2 separate regions of the Zea mays genome follow, and region 2 is linked to region 1. Evidence: chromatin contacts called from public Hi-C data. All regions are on one chromosome and are shown on one strand. Each heading gives the region's core, a stretch centred on a gene start, on an enhancer-like site or on the middle of the called end of the contact. The rest is flanking DNA. Distances are from core to core; before and after follow the strand shown. Region 1 holds the start of LOC103628112. Region 2 holds the start of LOC100193596.

Region 1 (3,894 bases), core at 1,336-3,835:
TAAGTTTATTTTCACTGGTGTACGATAACTGAAACCGCCAGTGAAAATTTATGCGTATCACAGGCTAAGAGCTATTTTCTACTAGTGAAAACAAAAATATTTGAAAACTATAATTTTGAAATACTACAATTTTAAAATGACAGGACATACCTACAACCTTTTTTACCGATGGATTGGAGAGTTTGGTCTGAAGCTATGTTTCCAAAACTGTGAAAGTATTACATTATAGCCAAAATTGCAGTTTTAACAACAAAGTTTTTAAAAAGTCTACCAAACACTATATTGGAAAAAAATACCATAATATCTCAAATACTATAGTATTCTAAAAAAGCAGAGAAAATACTCCGCTTCCACGACCTAAATTGTAATGGTAAATGTCCAAATAGACGAACAGAAGTGTTATTTTTTAATCCGTGATATTTGTAATGGTATCGTTCAAGCCCAGAAGATTTATACACAATCGAGCTTTGCAGAGGTTGTACATGAAAAGTCGACTACTTAATTTCCCGCGACGTTCCCGCTCATAACTTTGGATTGGAACGCGAAGAGCCGGCATCGTCGCGACGGTCGGGCGGGCGGCCATATAACTCTCACTCTGGCCATTGTTGCTATATTAATCATCACAAGAAGATGGCACACACGTACGCCTTCCTAGCTACCTGATTGACCCGGCGGCTGTTCATCGACCAGACCAGAACGCTCGAGCCTAAGAGCTGCATCACACCTGCAGTCTGCAGATCGTCGGCAAATCAAACAATGGCCTCGTCGTCCTCAGCGGCGAGGGCGCACGTGGAGCGGATCCGGCGGGAACGGTTCTACATCGGCCGGGAGGAGCGGAACCCGCTAGCGGAGGACATCCACCAGGCGGTCAGCTACCTCTCTGAGGAGCTCTACTCCAAGGACGTCCATTTCCTCATGGAGCTCATTCAGGTATATATACACACATCCAACTATATACCTATTCCATTATATCGATCATTCGGTCGTAATAATCTTGTAGTGTAGGTCACATTTACTAGCTTATTTTTCTTCTTTGTTGTCGTTTTAATGTCACCTATATATTTGACTGAAGGAGTGAAGGTACTATTTTAATTTATTGAGAAATCATATTTGTATGCGCACTAATTAATTGCTTCAACAAAGTTCAATGTCTCGCAGAAGTGATTAAAATATGAACCCACATTTATACGAAATCACTTTTGGATTATTTCCACCCTCAAGGAACAGAATGAGTTGCCCCACTTGAAAAATACATCAAGGGTAGTTGGAGAAGTGCTTTTACGTATTTTCTGTGTAGATTTTTTCTAACTAGTTATTTAGGAAAGATAATTAATAAAATTAAATTATGCAATGTCCATTTTTTTAACTCACCAGGATTTAAAAACGCATTAATTATATCTGATTAAATTTACTTTAAAAAGTATATTTTCTAATCAAATAAACAATGTTTATTCGGTATTCTAACGGTTTTATATTAATTTAATCAAACTTATATGTTTTTTTATGAGGGCTAAAGTGGGCTCGACAAAAGATTTTGTATCATGTTAGATTCTTTGGCTCTAAGAGCGGATTCCTAAATGGAGACATATTTTAAAATATAGAACTCTAACACTTAAAACCTACTCGATCCTGAGAGGTCTTATTTCATAAAAATTAATCAAATAATTATAGGACTCATCTCTCATATACTAAATACAGAAACACATATGGAGTCATATTCTCTTTTTATACACTATTTCTAGCATTTTATTTTCTAATATATCCTAATCTCTCATATTCTAAATACAGAAACCCATATGCTGGAGTCATATTCTTCTTTTATACACTATTTCTAACCTTTTATTTTCTAATATATCCTAATAATATGATATAGGACTTAACAATAAGCTGTAAATATTTTTGTGACTAAACATTTCAAATTAGTTCCTACTTTAATTTTTAGGACTCAAATATATGACTTTTTGTTGGAGATGCTCTAAGAGTTCTTTTAAATTTAATCATGTATATTTTCATTTTAATTGTACCATAATCATAAATTACCTCTAAATCTTTCTCATTCCATATATAGGCAACGACTATTATGGAAGCAGACCTTAGGTGCAAGTGTGCAAGCAAGACTCCTGATCCGTTGGATCATAATCCAATTGCATGTCGTATTTAACACTTAAACTCTTTCACCACCCGCTCGTGCAACTTTATAAAAAACTCTCTAACAAACTACGATTATGTCCATGGTTGAATCATGATCCAATAGATCAGAACTCTTGCACCTAAGGCTTGCTTTGTATGTCGGTCATTGCCCCATATATGTTCTAATTAGCCACCTATTATCTTTTCAAAGACTCGCTTTATTCCAAAATAAAATCTATTTTCGAGAATTGATGAATTCATACAATACTTGATGTATGTGTTTTATATATATGTCTAAATTTATCATCATTTATTTGAATATAGACATACAAATTAAGACCTAAACGGGCAAATAGTAGCTACTATTTTAGGACTGAGTATGTCATAAGTGAGTATTATTATAAAGAAACTACTCCAAACAAGTAATATAATAACAAAATTACTCGTTGCCCACCCCTGCCCTCTCTCCTTTATCGTCCCCTCTATGGAATCAGAGAAGTTGCCCCGCCCCACTGCCTCCAGCTCGCTACCCACCGCAGCCGCTCTGTCCCCGTCGTCCGCTAATTGGAACCATAACCCCCACGGTGCTAAGAGGAAGACAAAAGCGACCTTCGGCCCATCTCTGGCGCCGCCTCGCTCCTTGTCCATCGAACTTCCAGTTCGTCCACTGCCCCCTACCCCCTTAGGCCACCGGGCATGGAGGCCCTCCGCCGAAACCCCAACGATTGCCGCGTTGTCCACCGCCTTCGGTCTGTCGCGAACTAAATTTTGGTTTAAATTGTGAAGTATACGAAGTGATTAAGGAGTGTATATTTCCTTTGTATAAACCTAAAATTGGGTTTTAGGTGGTTGGATTTGGATAGGAGCTCAATTGGAAATGATCTTATTGCACTAAGCGTGATAATGGTCTAGCATTGTGTTTCTCCATGGTACAAGAACACAACCATCACAGCACCTCGCTCCCAGTCTAAAGACCAAGAGACTTGCTTGCGTGTTTGCACTTAAGGGACTTATTTGCTTTGCTCCGTTCCAATCCTACTTTATTTATTTGAGAAGTGGCAACACTGTCCTCCGATTGACAGTTCTATCTTCCACAAAAGCACAACCATCTCGTGCTGCTTGAGAGGTGTTTGATGAATTGCTTCTAAAGTAGTATTTATTTCCAATTTAGGGCCTGTTTTTAGCTAAATTTTAGCACTTGAAAATCTAAACATGAGTGCTAAAAGTGAAGTGCTAAACTTTAGCATTGAATAATAATTTAGTTCCTGAAGATATGCTAAACTTTAGCACATTTGCAAAAGTTTAGCACATGAGATCCAAATAGGCCCTTAATAAAGGAAGATTATAATTCTTTTTGCATAGGATTGATCAGGCTTAAGTTAGCATTTAGTGTTGTTGCTTGCCATAGAGATATTTTGGCGGCTGCTTTTGCAAAACGCAACACTACAGAAAGATGAATATTCTTTCATTAGGCAGGAGACAAGGATATAATTTAGGAGATTTGGTTGTGGCAGTATAGGTGGCTCACAGATGAGAGTTTTATTTGGGTCTCATGGCGATGGTTCATTGAGAACTTGGTCTTCCAATGGGAGCATATGACTTGTGCTGCTTCGTATATTGGGTGCATGCACCTAACTTACCTGAAGAGCTGTTGTTTGGATTTATGTCAAACTGATGATTGGTGAAGGTAAATAAGATGGTCGTGGGTTTATGTTGTGTGGTATTACAATTGTTGGTTAAGTATGTAACATTTTATGAAAGAGA
Region 2 (3,792 bases), core at 1,200-3,699, 320 kb before region 1:
GTGGTGATCTGCACTTGGTGGCGAGTGGTGGTGGTAGAAGTTGTGGCAAGATGTTGGAGTGGGACGACGAGCGGAGCGTGGCAAACACATGGGATCAAACCTGTGGTGAAGATGGGGTAATTTTTGTTGGTCACGTGGAATAGTCAATGAAACTACTAACATCGTCATCTTAGGAAAAATACTGACTGAAATGAGTAATTTCATCGACATCTTCGGTACATGTAATGGTAATTATTTATTTTTTATGACTATGTAGAAAGTGGTATAAATAAAACAAATTTTGTTGGATGTGTAGTTCTGACTAAAATATTGTTCAATTTTTGTAATAGAAATTGCTTTATTTTTGTTGGCTAGAACTTTACCAACAAATATTGTTCAATTTTTGTATGTTAAGCCCCAAAAATTATTATGACTGACATAAATCATTTATTCTCATGCTTGTTGCGGCTGGAATAGTTACAACCATTTGCATTAACTGAAAGCATTGTTCCTTCTTCTAACTCGCTACTTTTAGTTAGAACTTGCTCATGTTATATTAACTAATCCTAAGCACTTTACCCTCCCAATATTATCAAGAAACTACCCTATATCTTTGAGCGAAAAAATTGGATTATTTATATAGAAAACAAAAACAAATAGATTGCTCTTGAGAAAATAAAAGAAGTAGATGGCCTAGTAAACATATAAACAAATAGGTAAAACCAAACTAGAAGAATAACTAAACAAGCCATATGAGCCAACAGAAAACGTTTTGAATTCAAATACCGCATCCTGTCGTCTTTGGTTTTTCACTGAAAACCGCTAAAAACCGGAAAAACCGACCAGTTTGACATTCTAAATTAAAAAATCCAAAACTTTTAAATAAAAATAAAAACCAATTTCGTGACAAAAACCAGCGATAAACGGTGAAACCGTCCGGGAAACCACCAAATTTCAGCGGAAACAGGTTTCGTAGGTTTTTAATTTTTTGACCTATTTGTATTTTCAAATTTAAATAAAACGAGGTTCATAGATTTCTTGACAAGAAATGGGTTTTCATTGTTTTTAACAAAAATACTAATTGCTTTTAAAAACAAAAATAAGATATACCAAAAAAAACATTTAGTATTTTATCATAATTGTTTTCTGATTTATACATTTTTATTTTTTGTGAATTTAAAACGAAATTTGAAAGAAAACATGGTGGGAAACCGTTTCCAAAGGCTGGTGATAAACTGGACCGTAGGTTTAACGTCGATTTTTTTTCAACCCTGGTTCTATCCCAGACGCCGTTTGATCCACAAAATGTAACGTAAATAGTAATGGTAATGATTCACTCTTAACGATCGGCGGTAACAAGTTTGAATAAGCCGATATCCATTTCTAGTGTGGTATCCAATTACGGTTGAACTTAAACAAATATGATTTAACGTTATTGGTTGTCCATTACGTTACCAATATGTGAACCAAACGGCACCCCAGTTCTCATCCCGTCTTATTGCATATAATCTCCTTGGAGAAGTCAGCTCTCCAGTTTTGGTATATCTTCATATTGATTTGTCTAAAGATATAGCCATTTCTCTAGTTCCAGATGGTCCAACGTACAATACTTTATGGTTGCATCACTAATGGTTTTGCCCGGCCATTAGTTCCCGTTTTGCATCACTAATGCTTGCATCAGTGGCTCTAAAACACGTTGTATCTCCATTGGGCCATGCTGGTCTAAGTCATCCCATATATTTGAACCATATAAAATTCAAATATTACAATCAAATAAAGTTTATCGCTTACTAAATTAAAAATATTAAACAATATGAGTAGCATTTGACCACATAAGTTCTAAATGTTACAACAACATTAAGTCTATGTATTACTAAATTAAAGAAACTACACAATATATGATTTATTAGGACGTATCGGCGCAAGCAAGACCCATACGTATGTGCCATGCTGGGGCCCAACAGGCCAAAATTTAAGACTTGACTTTAGACTCATGTTTTTAGCTCAGTCCATATTATTTCGTGTCAGAGCATACTTACTCATGTTTTTAAACCGTGCTCCTGCTGCCTAAAAAATACCACCCATATTCTCAGCACTAACCACCACCGCTGCCGAACCAAAACAGGCACCGGTTTAGGTTTTGCCCGGCCCAGTCCAAGTGTCCAACCCTACAGTAGTTAGCGAGAGGAAAACAGACGCAAATTAACCGTTTATTTACAAACCACCACCACCCGGCCCTACCTCCAGTTCGACACGCAGAGCAAAAATTCAGAAAGGCCCAATTAGGACAGTTAGAATAAAGGCGCCATAGGATCACGGATCACCGGAGGCGTTTTGCGTGATTGATTGCGTTTCGTAAGACTCATTTCTCATTTGTTTTGCTACGTTCGCTTTGTCCCTTTCCTCCTCGCCCTGTGCTTGTCTCGCACGTTCTCTCTCGCCTTCCACAGGCCCCCCTCCCCTCGCTCTCCCATCTCATCATCTCGGCGGCTGCAATAAAATAAATCTCGTGCAGGGGGGAGGGCGTACGACGACGTGGACGCACCGTCAAAGGCACCAGGCTGAGCAACCCCTCTCTCTCTCCCTCTTATCCCCAAGGCGAGGAGCGGAGCGGAGAGGAGGGCCCTTCTGCTTGTTTCTCCGCTTTGCAAGATGTCGTCCCCGAGCAAGCGCCGCGAGATGGACCTTATGAAGCTGTAAGGATACTGGACCTCTTGGTCTGTCTTCCAATTTCCCTCGGCATGTTCTGCTTGTTTTTTTTTTCTTGATCTGGCCTTCCTTGCCGGCTTTCTTGGCATCGCAGGATGATGAGCGACTACAAGGTGGAGATGGTGAACGACGGGATGCAGGAATTCTTCGTCGAATTCAAGGGCCCGGCCGAAAGTAATAACCCTCGCGCCGAATCCCAGCCTCCCCCCTCTCGCGCCGAATCCCGGTTTCTCCCCTCCCTCTGCCTCCCGGCGGGCTGATGATCCACGTGGGCTGGGGGGAGATGGGTTTCCGGAGAACTGCCAATCTACCCTGTCGATCGTGTTCAGATATTCTTGTTCGTTTAGCTTCATCCTCGATTGGTTGCTCAGTTGACCTGAAGCGTCCTTTCTTTTTCAGTCATACTTTTTTTTTTCTCTCACACGAACTCGTACTCCATTTGGTAGGTATCTACCAAGGTGGTGTCTGGAAGGTTCGGGTAGAACTGCCTGATGCATACCCTTACAAATCCCCGTCCATCGGCTTCATCAACAAGATTTATCACCCGAATGTCGATGAGATGTGAGCGTTATGGTCTTCAACTACTTTTCTTATTGCAGTTGAAGCTCAAGGAATTAACATTTCCTTACCTACTCTTGTTTGGTCGCAAAATGCAGGTCTGGCTCTGTCTGTTTGGATGTCATAAACCAGACATGGAGCCCAATGTTTGGTGAGAATACTCTCTTCCTTTCTATTGTTGCTATGAGCACTTTATCTTATACAATCTATAGTCTGAGCAAGATCTTTTTCTACATTTCTCTTTTGCAGATCTAGTAAATGTTTTTGAAGTATTCCTTCCACAGCTGTTGCTGTACCCAAATCCTTCTGATCCATTAAATGGGGAGGCTGCAGCACTGATGATGCGTGATCGGCCTGTTTATGAACAGAAAGTGAAAGGTACAGTGCTGCAGTAAAATCTTATGGTTGTTTTCAGTACATAGTCTATAGTTCTAAGATATTGTTTGGTTGAAGCATCACCTCCAGGTCTACCTGGCCATAATGTTCTACTACAGATTCATTCTTTTTTTTGTCATATGCATTGCAACCTTGAAATACTTGCTTATC

Evidence for each region. Hi-C and Micro-C count contacts between places; a contact is called where the count stands out from the background.
Region 2: a contact with region 1 is called in a Hi-C map of ear, with 1.9 times the contacts expected there. The contact joins the promoter of LOC100193596 here to the promoter of LOC103628112 in region 1. A contact is called at or near these places in 2 of 25 Hi-C or Micro-C datasets (ear and tassel).

What each region holds. Positions count from the first base shown.
Region 1 is chr5:32,719,062-32,722,955 of Zm-B73-REFERENCE-NAM-5.0, reverse strand. It overlaps LOC103628112, which reads left to right and starts at 2,585. Exons shown (of 4, transcript XM_020538302.1): 1 at 2,585-3,894.
Region 2 is chr5:33,036,220-33,040,011 of Zm-B73-REFERENCE-NAM-5.0, reverse strand. It overlaps LOC100193596, which reads left to right and starts at 2,449. Exons shown (of 6, transcript NM_001138699.1): 1 at 2,449-2,675; 2 at 2,783-2,862; 3 at 3,135-3,249; 4 at 3,345-3,397; 5 at 3,496-3,624. The coding sequence starts at 2,632.